Regions from separate parts of the Mus musculus genome. Here region 1 is linked to region 2. The links are chromatin contacts, called in public promoter capture Hi-C maps. All regions are on one chromosome and are shown on one strand. Each heading gives the region's core, a stretch centred on a gene start, on an enhancer-like site or on the middle of the called end of the contact. The rest is flanking DNA. Distances are from core to core; before and after follow the strand shown.

Region 1 (7,359 bases), core at 1,608-4,107, 460 kb before region 2:
GATTATAATTCAATTAATGCTTATAATGGGCAACTAGATCTGTCCATAATACATCAGACTGAAGATCCTAATGTGTCATTAACTAAAATGTGAAAGGACTCCAGGAGAGATGACGAGTGTTGGGAATTTTGCAGGCAGCAGTGCTAGATCAGGGCAGCTTGTTGCCAGTAACCTGGGTAAAGGACTTTCACAAAGACCAGAGGGGCTTGCTCCATGGAAGAGGCTGGCCCATGTCTCACAATCTTGCTCACACCATTGCCAGAGACCATTATCACTGAGCAGAAATGACCCACTGGTGAGGCCCAATATTCTTCTGGGTATACTCAAGGCCCGGAGCATTGGGAAGAGCAGGCCATAAGTGGTTTCCTGGTAAAAGCCTATCTGTATGAACATCAGTCTGCCAAGGTCGGGGCCGGGACATTCTCTCTGTTTCCCCTCCCAGAACCAGGGCACCCCCACACCCTGTTGCCCCTCCCAGGGCCAGGACATCTCTCTGTTGCTCAGCTCAGAACCAGGGTATTTCCCCACTCCATTGCCTCTCCCAGGGCCAGGGCATCCCCCTATTATTCCTCCCAGGACCAGTGCACCCCAACACCCCTTCCAGGACCAGGACACCCCCCATTGCTCCTCCCAGAACCAGGGTATTTCCCCACTCCATTGCCTCTCCCAGGGCCAGGGCATCCCCCTATTATTCCTCCCAGGACCAGTGCACCCCAACACCCCTCCCAGGACCAGGACACCCCCCCATTGCTCCTCCCAGAACCAGGGTATTTCCCCACTTAGTTGCCTCTCCCAGGGCCAGGGCATCCCCCATATTGTCCCTCCCAGGACCAGGGCCTCCCCCCATTGCCCCTCCCAGGGCCAGGACATCCCCCCATTGCCCCTCTCAGGGCCAGGGCATCCTCCCATTACCCCTCCCAGGGCCAGGGTATCCCCCCATTACTCCTCCCAGGACCAGAGCATCCCCCCATTGCCCCTCTCAGGGCCAGGGCATCCCCCCATTACCCCTCCCAGGATCTTTCATCACCTTTTGATCTGCTCCTGCTCCACTCTCAGCTCTTGCACCACCTCCTCAAACTGCTGTTTCTCGGCCTCCAGCACTTGGTTCAGGCGCTCAAGCTCCTGAAGAGAAAGGGAAAAGAGGAAAGTCACAGCAGGCACAGAGCCCTAGGCTCCCTTCACTAGTCCAGGGCATCCTCAGTCTGGATTTGGCTCAGTCTGGGGCATAAAGCCAAACTATGAGAACTGAAGAGTCCAGGCTCCACTCGGTGGCATGTGGCCTCAACTAGCCCAAGAATGTGATGGACCTGGCCCATGAAAACCATTAGCCAGAGGGAGAACAGGGTTAGACACGATCCCAATAAGGGTCCTCTGGCAGGGATGACCAATTCTGGATGTTGTTCTTCTGGGCAACTCTAGGGACTAACACCTAAAGGTGAGGTGGTTATGCCTCAAGAATGGAACACAGACAGGCAGACAGATGCTGATAACAAAAACGTGGAGTCTATATTTCCAGGACACTGAGTGGCATCAGGTAAACTGTCTAAGACAAGCTATTTCCAACCCAAGAGTCAGAGTTAAGGTATTCTTTATCTCAAGGCTGATGCGAGTCAGGTCTACAGCTTCCCTCTCCTCAGTGGGAGTGGAAATGTCACGTGGCCCAGGACAGGTCCCAAGGGGCCAAACCAGTCCCTTTAGGGAAGCCAGGCCACCTGCATGTTCCCCCACAGCAGGTTGGAGCCTCTGGGCTAGGGGTCCTATTTTCCCTGGGTCAGTAGAAGTGGGATTAGGGATCAGCTTCCTGAAGTTTGGCTCAGTGTTTTTATGTCAACTACTTTGTTTCTGTGCATTTTATGTTGTGGTAACATTGTTTTTGCGTCTGCTTTTCACTTTCCAGTTCCTGGTGACTCCCTAATCACCTGGGGGCTTTGTTCTCAAGCATAATGGAGTCCTTGCACGGGGAGTGGCCCTGCCTATGGACAGTGGTTGCCGCTGGCTTTGAAGAGATACAAAGAGGTATAAATTATAGAGAGAAGAGTCTGGTTTCAATTCCCACTCCTAGGTTTCCTACCCAAAAAAGTTACTTCTCATCTAATCAGTGAAGATTAGATCAGTAACGGCACAAACTGCTTCTGTTTGTTAAAGGTGCTCAGAGCCTCTGCTGCTCCCTGGAGTTCTGATGCGCCTGAGCACATGCGCGGCTACAGTACACTAAATATAGGAGGCTGAGCTCATGACAGTGGCTGAAGCTGATAGAAAATGAGCAGATATCTTTTGAAAAGACAATGTGTGACGGGCTCTGGTCCCTTATCCCTGGCATAGGTATGGGTCCCTGGGTCTCCAGGAATGAGGACACATGAGCCAGAGCTCCAGCCAGCCGAAGAGCAGTGTGGGAAAACACATTTGTGCTGTTAAAAGCCATGGGCATGTGGGGGCTTTGGGTTACTGCAAAAGCCATGACCTAGCCTATATCATCTATATTTGATGTGTCTTATATAGACAGAATATAAATAAGATCAAATTTGTATTCTTGCACACACACCCCTCTTTACAACTGAAGAAGAACAACAACAACAACAAAAACAGGAATATGAAGCTCTGCTTTAATACGCATGGTGCTGACAGCCTCTCTGGCCCCAGAGTCAACAAACTTGAGAGGATCTCCTCTGGCAGTGTTTGTCTGCTATCAGTTTGTCAGTAAGAGCTGTTGAAAGGCCCATAAAGCTTACTAGCCACAAGGACCCGAGCCCCAGGATGGCTTTCACAGGTCCCATGCTCACCCAGGACTCCTCGGAGGACTCCACCCACAGCCCTGCTTCACCTCCCTGCAAAGCTCCCCAGCACTGCAGCTCGCAGCCCAGCCGCTCCCCGCTCACTTCCCTTGCCCTGGAATAACCACACTGGAATAGCTTTGGTTGAACTGTCAGTCAGTGTCTGAAACTCAGGCCTTCCCTCCCTGCAACTCAAGCACCAGTAGATGCTAGGCTGTGCCTCCAAAAACCCAAAAGAGAAAGTAACCCCCGGGCGTGGTGGCACACGCCTTTAATCCCATCACTTGGGAGGCAGAGGCAGGTGGATTTCTGAGTTTGAGGCCAGCCTGGTCTACAGAGTGAGTTCCAGGACAGCCAGGGCTACACAGAGAAACCCTGTCTGGGGGTGGGGAGGGGGAAGTAACCTTGAACACAGCAGGTCAATTAAAAAGAGCCCAGCCATTTGACATCTTCTCCACTCGGTGGTCCTAAACATATGTGATAAGATGTTTCTACTTGTGTCAATGAGTAGCTGTGCCCAAGGAAGCATTTGCTGCTGCCTCAAAGGGGCCAGGAGACTGGGTGTGACGAACCAGAGCCCTCCAGGGCCAAAGCAACTCTAAAGGAAGTTCAGTCTCCACCGGATGCTTAAATCCCCTAATGGTTTTCTGCGAGCAGGTGACCAAGCTCAGCTTAAGTGACTCTCAGGGTAGAAAAGTCAGAAAGTCTGTTTCCGCTTTGAAAAACCAACAAAAAGCACCCCGCCCCCTCCACACCCACCCCAGCACCAGCTCTGGGTCTCAGTCTCTGAGAGACACAGACACAGGAGCATTGGCGAGTGATGGAGAGATTTTGTGGGACTCTTCACACACAGATCTGACCATTCATGCAATAAGTCTCTGCTCCTATCCCGGTGCCTCAGGTCACCTCTGAGGGATCCCTCTCTTCACTCCTGATCTTTATCACGCTTTCTTCCAGGGTCTAAGTCTCTGAGACCTGTGGATCCCAGACCACATAATAAGAGCTAGCAGGTGGCGCCGAGGCAAGCAGAAGACTGGCGGGGCCAAGGCCAGCGGGCAGCACCTGGACATTCCAGGCTATTCTTCGTGTTCTTGGAGAAGCAAGCAACCCATGTGGCCCACCAGTTCTATTTCAGGCCAAATCTGCCTCCCTGCCAACTTCCCTCACCAAATCCAACTTCTCCCTGGGCCATCAAACAAGGCTAATTTCTTTCCCTTCAAGTATTTAAGTGAAATTAAAAAAAAAAAAAGTCTCTTCCCAAGTTTCTTGTCCTCTAAGCTAAACACAACTTGCTTGCCATGCTTCACAGGTCATGATTTCTTGTCCTCAATAAAACTAATTATACTCATAAAAGGAATGCAGCAGAGAGGGGAAGACTTAGCACAGAGAGGATTCTTTGCAAGCCATTTACAGGCTCAATGCAATTCCAGGAAATGGCCCGGTGAGAGGTTTTTTTTTTTCTTATAGTTCTATTCATTCACGCTACATCTATTTACCAAGTGCATAGTATGTTCCAAGCACCTGCTGGGCTCTGCATGGAGGATCTGGAGCTGTTCTCACAGAGCCTATGGTCTATAGTGTAGCTACTAAAAAAAAAACCCAGACCAGGCTTTTACATCAAATGCAGGAATCAAGTATCGTAAAACCATCAGGTATTATCAGAGAGCAGTACAGAACAAGAGACATGTCCTGCAGGACAGGGACCCAGTTCCGGGTCAAGCTGTCCTGGGTGGGGGGTCAAATTCTCCTGGGTGGAAGTAGAGAACTCTGCGGAGGTGGGAAGGGTGGCAATCAGTTGGCTACTGAGCTGGGAGACAAAGGAAGACAGGTACATGGATTGGAGATTTATTTCGGTGGCTTGCCTTGTAAGTACAAGGCCCCGGGTTAAGTTCTCAGCACCGAAAACCAGCAAGCAACCAAAAATAAATAAATGGAAGAAAGAGGAAAGAACACTGCAGGTGGAAGGAGCAGTACCTACAAAGCCCCCGTGGAAACCTGTCGCCTGGAAGAACCAAGGCATGCTCGTAGGACATAGGAGAGCAACCATGACAGGTAAGAGGCTGGGGTCAGAGAAGCAGAAAGGCTGAGAAAGGAGGCACCATCCCCCACGGAAGGCCTCTGGCTTAGGTGAGGATCTTGTGGATTTTCTTTTCCCTGAACAAGAAGCAAAGAACATGTGTCGGTTGGTTAGTGTTTGGTGTCTCACACCATGTCACCGTCCCAGCCCAGCCTCAAATTCAGCCTTCCAGCCTCTGCCCGCTGAACGCTGGGATTGTAGCTTCAACAACACAGGCAGCAAAAGATCTGAGAGCAGAAGGTCGCTGGCAGCCAACATGATCTGTTTTCCCTGTAAACAACTGAGTTAGCTGCAGTGTGGAGGAGAAAACAGAGGGGCAGAAAGAGTTTAAGGACCCCAGGAAGGAAGACACAGCACCTTGGGTAAGACCTGGTAGGAGCGGGACTTGGGAGTGGGGTGGGAAGGAGAGGAAGGAGGAAGGACAGGGTAAAGCAAGCCCCCTAAGTTTCTGACCTACACAAGCCTTGGGTGGTATATCCCCCGAGATGGCTATGTGAGAAGACCACCAGCCCTTCTAGAAAGGGTAAAGGCAAGACATAGTGACCTAGGACAAAACGTGCTCTCAGTATCTTTGGATGTCTGGGTGGGGGTGTGAAGTCAATCACTGAGTATCAGAGGATAGGGAGGCAACAGAAAGAAGGGACTAGAGGTGTCACCCTGGGAATCGTTGGCACATAAATAGCAAACTGAAGTTAGGGATTGTAGTCTAGAGAGTAAGATCTAGAGCAGAGAGAAGAGAAGGAGGTTCAAGTGCTACCTGAAATGAGACAGTACTATTTTGTAAGACTTCGTTCACACAGACTGCTTGTAGTGTAATATGTGCTTACCAAGCACCTCCCGGGCCGGGTGTGGTGGTGGTACACGCTTTTAACCTTAGCCCTCAGAAGACAGAGGCAAGGAGATCTCTGAGTTTGAGGCCAGCCTCCTCTATATAGTGAGTTTCAGGCCAGCCAAGGCTACATAGACAGACCCTGTCTCAGACCAAGGTGTAATACATACTTTGAAGAGATCATCAGAACCAGAGTCAGATGGTGGCCCTGTTAAAAATGATCAGACCAGGAATTAAAAACAAACAAACAAAAAAAAAACAAACAAAAAAACTCAACTGTGGGTTAGATGCTAAAGGTGACACCTCTAGTCCCTTTTTAATGGAAAAATAAATACGTAAAAATAGATGACTAATATAATTGGGGAGATGTGAATTACACACAAACACACACACACATAAACATACACACACACACACACACACACACACACCCAAATGCAAGATTAAAACACAAGACAACTGGGCAATGGCCAAGTGAGACGGTGTGCTCTTGTAGTCCCAAGGAGACAAGGAGAACCAGGAGTTCAAGGCTGGTTAAAACAACACACCACCCTGCTTCACAAAGCAAACAAGCAAAACCAACCAACCAACAAAACCAAGCAGAACAACAAAGGCACGCTATGAAAGGATACAGAATGTCTTTGCTAAGAGACACTTCCAAATCCACCAGAGAGCTTGCCCTTCACCTCTTCCTATGTGTGGAGACAAAGGGTACACAGTGATATGGCAGCTGTCTGCCCACCAATGGAAGAGACCTCAGAATACAGCATGCCTTTCTGACAGCTTCATCTTGAATATTCTACTCTCCAGAACACTGAGAAATCAATTGCTCTTGTTGAAGGCACTTGGCCTGATTTTGTCATGGTAGATCAAACTGACTGGGATCTATAACCCACACCACCCAACCCAACGATGACATATTCCACATTATTCACAAACTTGACTAGAACATTCACCAGTATAGGCTGGACTCTGCAGGAGGAGACACACCTTCACAGGTTTAGAAGATGAGAAATCATAGAACATTTGCTTTTAGTAATGAAATATACCATAAACTAATAACAAAACAATAGCAAGAAAATCCACACAGAGATTGGATATTTAAAAATACATTTATGGCTGGAGAGATGGCTCAGCAGTTAAGAGTATTGACTGCTCTTCCAGAGGTCCTGAGTTCAATTCCCAGCAACCACATGGTGGCTCACAACCATCTGTAATGGGGTCTGATGCCCTCTTCTGGTGTGTCTGAAGGCAGCAACAGTATATTCACAGTATACTCACATATATGACATAAATAAATAAATTTTAAAAATACATTTATGGATCTGGAGAGATGACTCAGTGGTTAAGAGCACTGACTGCTTTTCCAGAGGTCCTGAGTTCAATTCCCAGCAACCACATGCTGCTGGCCACAACCATCTGTAATGGGATCCGATGCCTTCTTCTAGTGTGTCTGAAAACAGCTACAGTGTACTCATATACATAAAATAAATAAATCTTTTTTAAAAAAATACATTTCTGACTAACATGGGCCAAAGAAGTGAGTTCAAGTCTTAAATAAATAAATAAATAAATAAATAACTTTCCTTGTTATTTGTTCAAGTGAACAGACAGTATCTATCCACACCAAAGAATTTATCTATGGATATATATAGTAACTTCATTCATAACTGCCAAAACTT
Region 2 (7,118 bases), core at 2,862-5,361:
CTGTGCGGCCCCTCAATCCTCCCTTCCTCCTGTTTTCAGCCCTCTCCTCCAAATTGAATCCATCTTTCAGACCACCAGTAACTCACGTTTCTGTTTTAAAGAAATCTTCCTTTGACTGCAGCTCCCCTTCATTGCCACGATTCCCTCTGTGTTCGTGATCTTAACTTATTCACCATTTAGTGAATACATTTCTTTTTCTTTCTTGATTTTTCCAGATAGTCCTGGCTGTCCTGGAATTTGCCCTATAGACCAGTCTGGCATCAAACTCAGAGATCTGCCTGCCTCTGTTTCCCTCTTAGTGGCTCTTAAACTCACAGCTGTGGCCACTCCACTGAAAGCCTGGACAGAAGAATTTCCAGCTGTGATGTCCAGAGACTGTTGTTTTAGGTACCACTTCCAGGCTTTTCTGGTAAATCTGATATGGCCCATTTCCCTCACCTTGAAAACCTATCACCCCTCTACTTCCATGGTACAGGGGAGCTCCAAGCTCTCTCCTCTTCCTCTGCTAACTGCTTATCCGTGAGTTCTTGTTCTTTACTATCTCATTTATTTTCCTCTCTTTATTCCTTTCTCCCTTCCTTTCTTCTTTCTTACTATTCAGGAATCAAACCCAGAACCCAGTATATGTGAAGCAGGTGTTCTAGCACCAAGCCTCCCCACTCTACCTCGTTTTAAGTGTTGTGTGCCAAGGTTCTGCCTTTGCTCTCTTCTTAGTCCACACTGGTGTCTGTCGCTGCTGCTCTGCTCTCATAGTGTCAATACCACCCATACACAGACGATTCTCACATCTGTTTCCTCTAAGGTCAGACTATGAAGCCAGCCTGCTTTCTAGACAACCAACGCTGGACATGTGAAAGGCACCCCAAGTGTGTTCAAACTCAACCCACGGTCCTCCCCCTAAAACTTTGTATCTCAGCTCACGTGGTCAAACTTCCCACATTCACCAAATTTTCCAAATAACAAATCCTTGTCAGTTCTCGGCAGTAGAGAGAGAGATTTTGAGTCAGGAAATTCACTGTCATGAGGAGGCTGTTGTGGCTAATGTAGGATTCAAATAGCATCCTGGCTGCTATCAACTAGATGTCAATAATCACAACCATAAAATGACTCTGCCTTGAACTCAGAGATGTGCCTGCCTCGTCCTCCTGAGTGCTGGGATTAAAGACATGTACCACCACTGCCTGGCTTCATAAAATGATTCTTGACATTGTCCTTGGAAGAACAGAGCTTAAAATCTACTAGGATTGAAAGTCACTAGATTAAAGGCATGTATTTAGGTATCACCGTGCAGCTTGAACAAGTTTCTACTTTTTCAGGCTCTGGTTTATTTTCTGCTAGATGGAACTTAAATATTTGTTACAGGTAAACCTCATGGTCTGTTTTATAGTGTACCGTGAAAAAATTTGCTTCTCTTTATATCCAATTAAACTCCTGTTTGTCGCCCAGAATTGTCTCTATTCACATCTTTCCTAATACAGCCTGGTTTCGACAACAGGTCTTTTGGGTTGCAGCCAGCTGTTTCCCTCTGACTTCACAGGGCACACTAGGCCTTCCCTCTAGCCCTGTTTTCCTTTCTCTGTTACTGTTCGGGTCTAGCTACCTTGAGATGGTAGACGCGGAGTCTCCTGCGCCTGTGTGCTTGTGTGCTAACTTCCCTGGTTCCTCTGCCTGGAATAAGGACCCAAGCTCATCTGACTCTCATTCCTTCCCTAAAGCTTACTCAGGTTCTACCTGGAGTCTTCCTCCCGACAGGGCTCAGGGCTCTTCCAGGTTCTGTAGAACCACATCGGATCTCCCCGTGCTTCTGTCTCATTTGGGCACATCTTTGCTTCCAAGTCTGTCTCTGATGTACTTGTGGGGAAAATTGTGGATTTTTCATCATTATTAAATACACAGGATGTCTAGCTTGTTCCCCGACACGCAGAAGGTATTCGGAAAATATTTATGGAGTGAATGAGCAGATAGAGCACCATTATTGCTCTCTCTGTTAGGTTTAGAGCCATAGTTTAGAAGTGCTTATAAAATAGTCCATAAATCTGCTGTCTCTATCCCAGAAACAGTTGTTTCCTTGGCCGAGAGCTTAGAGAAGACACAGTGCTGACGGTAACAATGGCATGAACGTGTGTGGCTGACTCGTGACTGGGGGATCTGTTTACATCTCCACCATTGTGTCCTCTGTCAACCAGAGGTACTTTTTCCCCTTCCATCTGACCATTGTGGGCTTCAACTACCCCAATTCAGAACTCTTTCTGTCAGTAAACATCTAACAAGTAAACCTGTTAGACCACACTAGCCTCTGGATTAAACAGTCGTCCTACAAATACATCTGGCCTCCCTTTTCACATTTCAGAATCTTGGATTGAACTAACCACAGATTAAAAGTATCCTGAGGGCTGGGGATTGCTGACCCTGGAGACTTCATTTTCCTGTCAGGATTTTCTCAACAGCGTGAGTAGTCACATGACATTTCTTTTCCTTTTATGTTTCCCCCCCCCCCCTTTTTCTTTTTGGCTGCATGCACATCTGTGTGATAGTATTAGAAGCCCTGGAACTGGAGTTACAGATAGGACTGAGCTGCCATGTGGGTGCTGGGAATTGAACCCGGGTCCTTTCCTCTGAAAGAGCAGTCAGTGCTCTTAAACGCTGATCCATCTCTCCAGTTCCCGAGTCACATGGCTTTTCTATTTGGGAATGATTTAAAGTGTACAGTGGCTGTAAGTAGGTTACATATCAATCAATTTTGTGCTGTTCTATACATGTGAGGCATAAGCTCTTGCAGATTCTGGTATCTGCAGTGGTTCTGAAATGAGTCCCGAGTATTAAGGGATGCCTGTATAAATTAAGCCCTACTGGTACAAGAGGGATGTATCTGTTGTCCACACCAGAATGCAAAACCAACTGCAGGTTTCCTTGTTACTGATTTTCATACTCAGAGTCCCTCAAAAGACCACTAGGAATCCGGGCGGCTTCTTCCCAGAATGCAACAGTGCTGGACCAACACATTTCCACCCTCCTTTACTGAGCCCAGGGAGTACCGCTAGCACCAAGCAGTTTAGTTAGTCTTGCGCTGTTTCTTCCTCCTCCAAGGATAATAAGGTTTTGTCAGGCACAAGGTTACACACAAAATGGGCCTGTAGAGTCCATGCTGGTTAAGTCTCTTGTCTAGCTCTGCTCTTTGAGTCTCAGTTTCTCCATCTATTAGGTGTATGCATCTGCTAGGTTTATGATACAGGTAGACCATTTTAGGGCTCTTCCTAGTTTCAGCAAAGTGTAGGTAGGGAAGCTGTAAAAGTGGGGAAGGAGGAAACTAGTCTCCAGAAGGTAGCTTCAGCTGTGTTAGTCCACCGGGGAATACCTGCCAAGGAACCTGGGAAGCCGGACAGCCAAGCTGCCACACAAGAAGTCCGCAGCGGGCCAGTGCACGGAACCCTAGAGAAGTACCCAAGGATCCTTGGCGAGGCGGGAAACTCAGTGGGCTGAGAAATGCCAGCTAGCCACAAATCTGGCTCTAGAAGGACAGGGATCAGCCTGGTCCCGAGGGGCGGGGCGGGAGCAGTGGTGGAATCAGGAAATTCCTTTCTACTGTGGGCCCTCCCAACCCCTTTCCAGGGTGCCGACTTGTCCCAACCTAGTTTCCCCGAGAAAGAGAAAACGAAATATGCCTTGGGTTTCCCCGCGCCCTGCTGGGGTTTGTAGCTTGCGTGGGACCGCAGGAACACCGGTGCGCCGGAGTTCTGGGCCTTCCCGCCGGCAGGGAACGGGACCAATCCTCAGCGACTCCTCGGGCTCCGGAGCACAGTGCCATTTGGTCCCCGAGCTCTGGGAGGCGTCCCCAGGCTCCACTCCGGTTCAGCTTAAGGTGGTGTCACATGAGCTGCGGGGGAGTGGGAACCCAGGGAGTGGGCGGTGGCGTGCGCGCCCGGAGGGGGCCGCCCAGTCCACCTATATGCACAGAGACCCGCCTGACGGATGCCAGGAATTCCCAATGAGAGGCGCTGGGGGGAAGTTTGGGCAACTCGGCCTGGCCAATGGAGAACCTCGGGAGGGCTCTGCCCCTTCTCCCCGCCCCCGCCCGCCTCTGCTCCCGCAGCGCGAGTGTTCACTGAGAGCAGTGTGCGTGGAGATTAGGTCCGAGCGCGCGCCCCAGGAAGGCAGTCCGCGAGCTCCAGCCGCCGCCGGCAGCAGCAGCCTCTGCGAACAGAGCCGCGGCGGAAGCGGGCGCAGGGGAGCGAGCCCGGCCCCGCCAGCCCAGCCCAGCCCAGCCCGGCCCAGCCCAGCCCAGCCCAGCCCTGCCGACACCCTCCCCACACCCGGGCAGCAGCCGCCGTCGCCTGGAGAGAAGGTGGAGGAAGAAATCCAGCTCCTAGCACGCACGCACCATCATGGACCATTATGATTCCCAGCAGACCAACGACTACATGCAGCCTGAAGAGGACTGGGATCGGGACCTGCTCCTGGATCCGGCCTGGGAGAAGCAGCAGAGGAAGGTTAGCAGCCACCCCCACCCGCTACAGCCCTGAGCCCTGATCCGCTCTGGCCGCTGCACTCCTGGGCTCCGGGTTGGAAACCAATTCCCGGCGCGCAAGAGCGGAGGCGGGGACATCGCGGCCACTGCGAGGTGGGGTATTGAGTTACAGGCACCGGGCGGGAGAGCGGAGCACCCCTGCCCTGGAGCCCGCGAACAGTTCGCCGCGGCGCGGGGAGGTGGCGCCGCCGGAGGGCAAATCGCCTCAGAGCGGGTGGTCCGGGCCACCCCGGTGCAGCCGAAACTGTCTCCCCGTGGGCAAGGCGCGGGGGCGATGCTCCAGAGGCTGGGGCTGAGACTTAGGCTCCATGGCTGCTTACTCGGGATCGATTTTCTCCTTCCTTCTTTTTCCTGGCGCCTCCATATGGCGTGCGGTGGCAGCACGCTTCCTGGGCCGCCCCTGGGGCTCTGTACCATAGGGGCAAGCTGCCCCGACTACTGCGCCCCGAGCTGGGTCTGCAGACAGTGGGCAGAGCCGGTGTCGGAGGGTTTGGCGACCTCCTCGGGATCTACCTGGAAGTGGACGTTCCGGAGTGCGGCTGGAGCTGAGAATCGGGGGTCGTTCGCGGGCTCCTCAGGGCCTTGTGGGGGCGGGGTCAGGACGGTGAACGGTTTTATTGCTAACTCAGTGAACTGGTGGCTGCAAACCCTCACATCTGTGTTCTGCCCGGTTCTTTTGCTGGCGAAACGCGAGTTTGAGTAGCTTGGCTCTAGTTGGGCTCCTGGTGGAGAGACAGTCTCAGGAGATATTTGGGGTTGTTCTCCGAGGATCCACGGCCCTGTATCCTAGTCGCCATCAGCAAGGTTCGGGATATGCTGCCCCGTCTGAGCTGAGAAATTGGCGATGGGTCCGGAGCGTAATGGCTATAGGCAGGAAGAGGTCAGAAACCTCTCTTGCTTGGGGAGGGGGAGACATTAACCCTGTCACGGCTTCCTGCCTGAGCAGAGAGCGCGTTCCTTAGGCGGCCACGTACCCTGACCCCCCAACACCCAACTCCCGTTCAGTCCCCCCCCCCCCACTTCGTGATCTGGGAATGGGGGGGGGGGTGTACAGGATGGCGCGTCCCTCTGGATAGTGCGGTTAGGGCTGGGCTTGAGGGAGAATGCTCATGTCCAAAAATGGTAACATTCATTCCCTTTTTTAAACTTAAAAGGGGGGGAGTTTAGTGAGCCGGCTGAAGGTTTTTTTTTTCCCCCAGCTAAAGGCATCCTGTATTAGCTCACTCAGGAATCCTAAGCCCTGAAACGGTGCCCTTTTGCTCACTTCATCAGACCAGCAGAGGTAATTTAAAACACACCACAATGGGCTTCCTTAAACAGGCAACCTGGGGCCCTGCCCCTGTCTCTTACTGCAACAGCAACTTAAGAGCGTCTCTTGGCTTTGAACTGACTTCTTTGTAATGTATTAGTAGCTTACAGACACCGCCCTCTTCCTGTCAGCCCCCCCCCCCCTTTTCTGGAAGGACTGAGGGCTGAGGGTCTTTCCCCCTTCTTCACTCTCGAATTTATTTCCTGGGACTGTTGATGGAAGAGAAAACTGAGTGAGAAGTTTGGAGATTTCCAGGGAGGACGAGAGATGCCCTCCTTCCCCTGCTTCTTTCTGTCAAAAAAAAAAAAGTTTCTTAAAGTGACTTTTTTTTTTTTAAAGTGTGCATTGATGTTTTGCCAGCATGTATGTCCCTGTGAGGGTGTCAGATCTTCTGGAACTGGAGTTACAGGCAGTTATGAGTTGCTACGTGGGTACTGAGAATTGAACCTGGGTCCCTGGAAAGCGCAGCTGATGCTCTTAACGGATGAGCCATTTCTCCAGAGTTTTAAAAAAAAATCTTTCTTAAGAAGGGGTTAGGATTAGAATGGTGGAAATCTTAGGCTCTTCTATGGAGAATAGAAGTCCCTTCCAGGAGTCCACCTTTGTGCTGGAAGAGACAGGAGTGATGGAGTTGTTGAAGATACTGAGCCTTGGGCCGATATGCTCACTCAGTATTAAAGAATGAATGGCTGGACAAACATATTCAATAGAGTTGGAGAGAAAATGATAGCCTCCCAGAACACAAACTTGGTAGGAACAGACGCCGGGGGAATTTGGTCATCATCTCCGGGCATATGTAATATATGTAGGCTGATGTTGGCTAATGTGGGCAGCATGGTACCCATTTTATCTTGGAGATCCCAGCAGCCCTGTGAGCTAGACACATGTGAGGATGAGTAGGCCGGTTAAGAGAGAAGTAGCCTGGGCCGAGGGCGGGTGTACAGCGCACTGGAAGCAGCTGGAGGAAGGATAGAGAACTAAGTCTGGCATCCCAAGCCAGTAGGTTTTGGGATAATCAGGGAATCTACATTAGCTTAGGTTAATAGTGGCAGCCTGGCAGAAGGCCCTCTGTTTTTGACTGGAAAACCTGGTTCAAGATTGTGGCCATTGGCCGTTCATTCTCAGTTGCCTTCTGTGAGCATACGTTTCCTCACCTGAGTAGTGCTTAGCAGAATGATAGGACATTTCTTAAGGTGTAAAGCCAGCACCACGTAGGGTTTGCTGTTCTTCCTACCGAGTAGGGTGGGTGTTATATGGGACCACCGCCTATGAGTGAACAGGGCC

The links. Promoter capture Hi-C pulls out the DNA fragments that hold promoters and counts their contacts.
Region 1: a contact with region 2 is called in a promoter capture Hi-C map of pre-B cells, with 2.3 times the contacts expected there. The contact joins the enhancer-like site here to the promoter of Actn1 in region 2. A contact is called at or near these places in 4 of 39 promoter capture datasets (hippocampal neurons, liver and pre-B cells) and 2 of 115 datasets of contacts at active chromatin or transcription factors (embryonic stem cells and stem cell-derived neural progenitor cells).

The regions. Positions count from the first base shown.
Region 1 is chr12:80,710,984-80,718,342 of GRCm38.p6, reverse strand. It overlaps Plekhd1 (pleckstrin homology domain containing, family D (with coiled-coil domains) member 1), which reads right to left. Exons shown (of 13, transcript NM_001177503.1): 7 at 1,028-1,122. It overlaps Gm51986 (a long non-coding RNA gene), which reads left to right. Exons shown (of 3, transcript XR_003950208.1): 2 at 1,898-2,016; 3 at 3,729-4,103. Among named protein-coding and RNA genes, the nearest start is that of Gm51986, 4.7 kb to the left of the region's middle. Within about 2 kb of position 2,857, at least 11 of the 459 cell types and tissues checked have an H3K27ac peak or open chromatin away from gene starts, as enhancers often do. A contact at or near this core is called in pre-B cells, where this site is marked.
Region 2 is chr12:80,257,356-80,264,473 of GRCm38.p6, reverse strand. Actn1 (actinin, alpha 1) reads left to right here and starts at 4,111. Exons shown (of 21, transcript NM_134156.3): 1 at 4,111-4,487. The coding sequence starts at 4,383.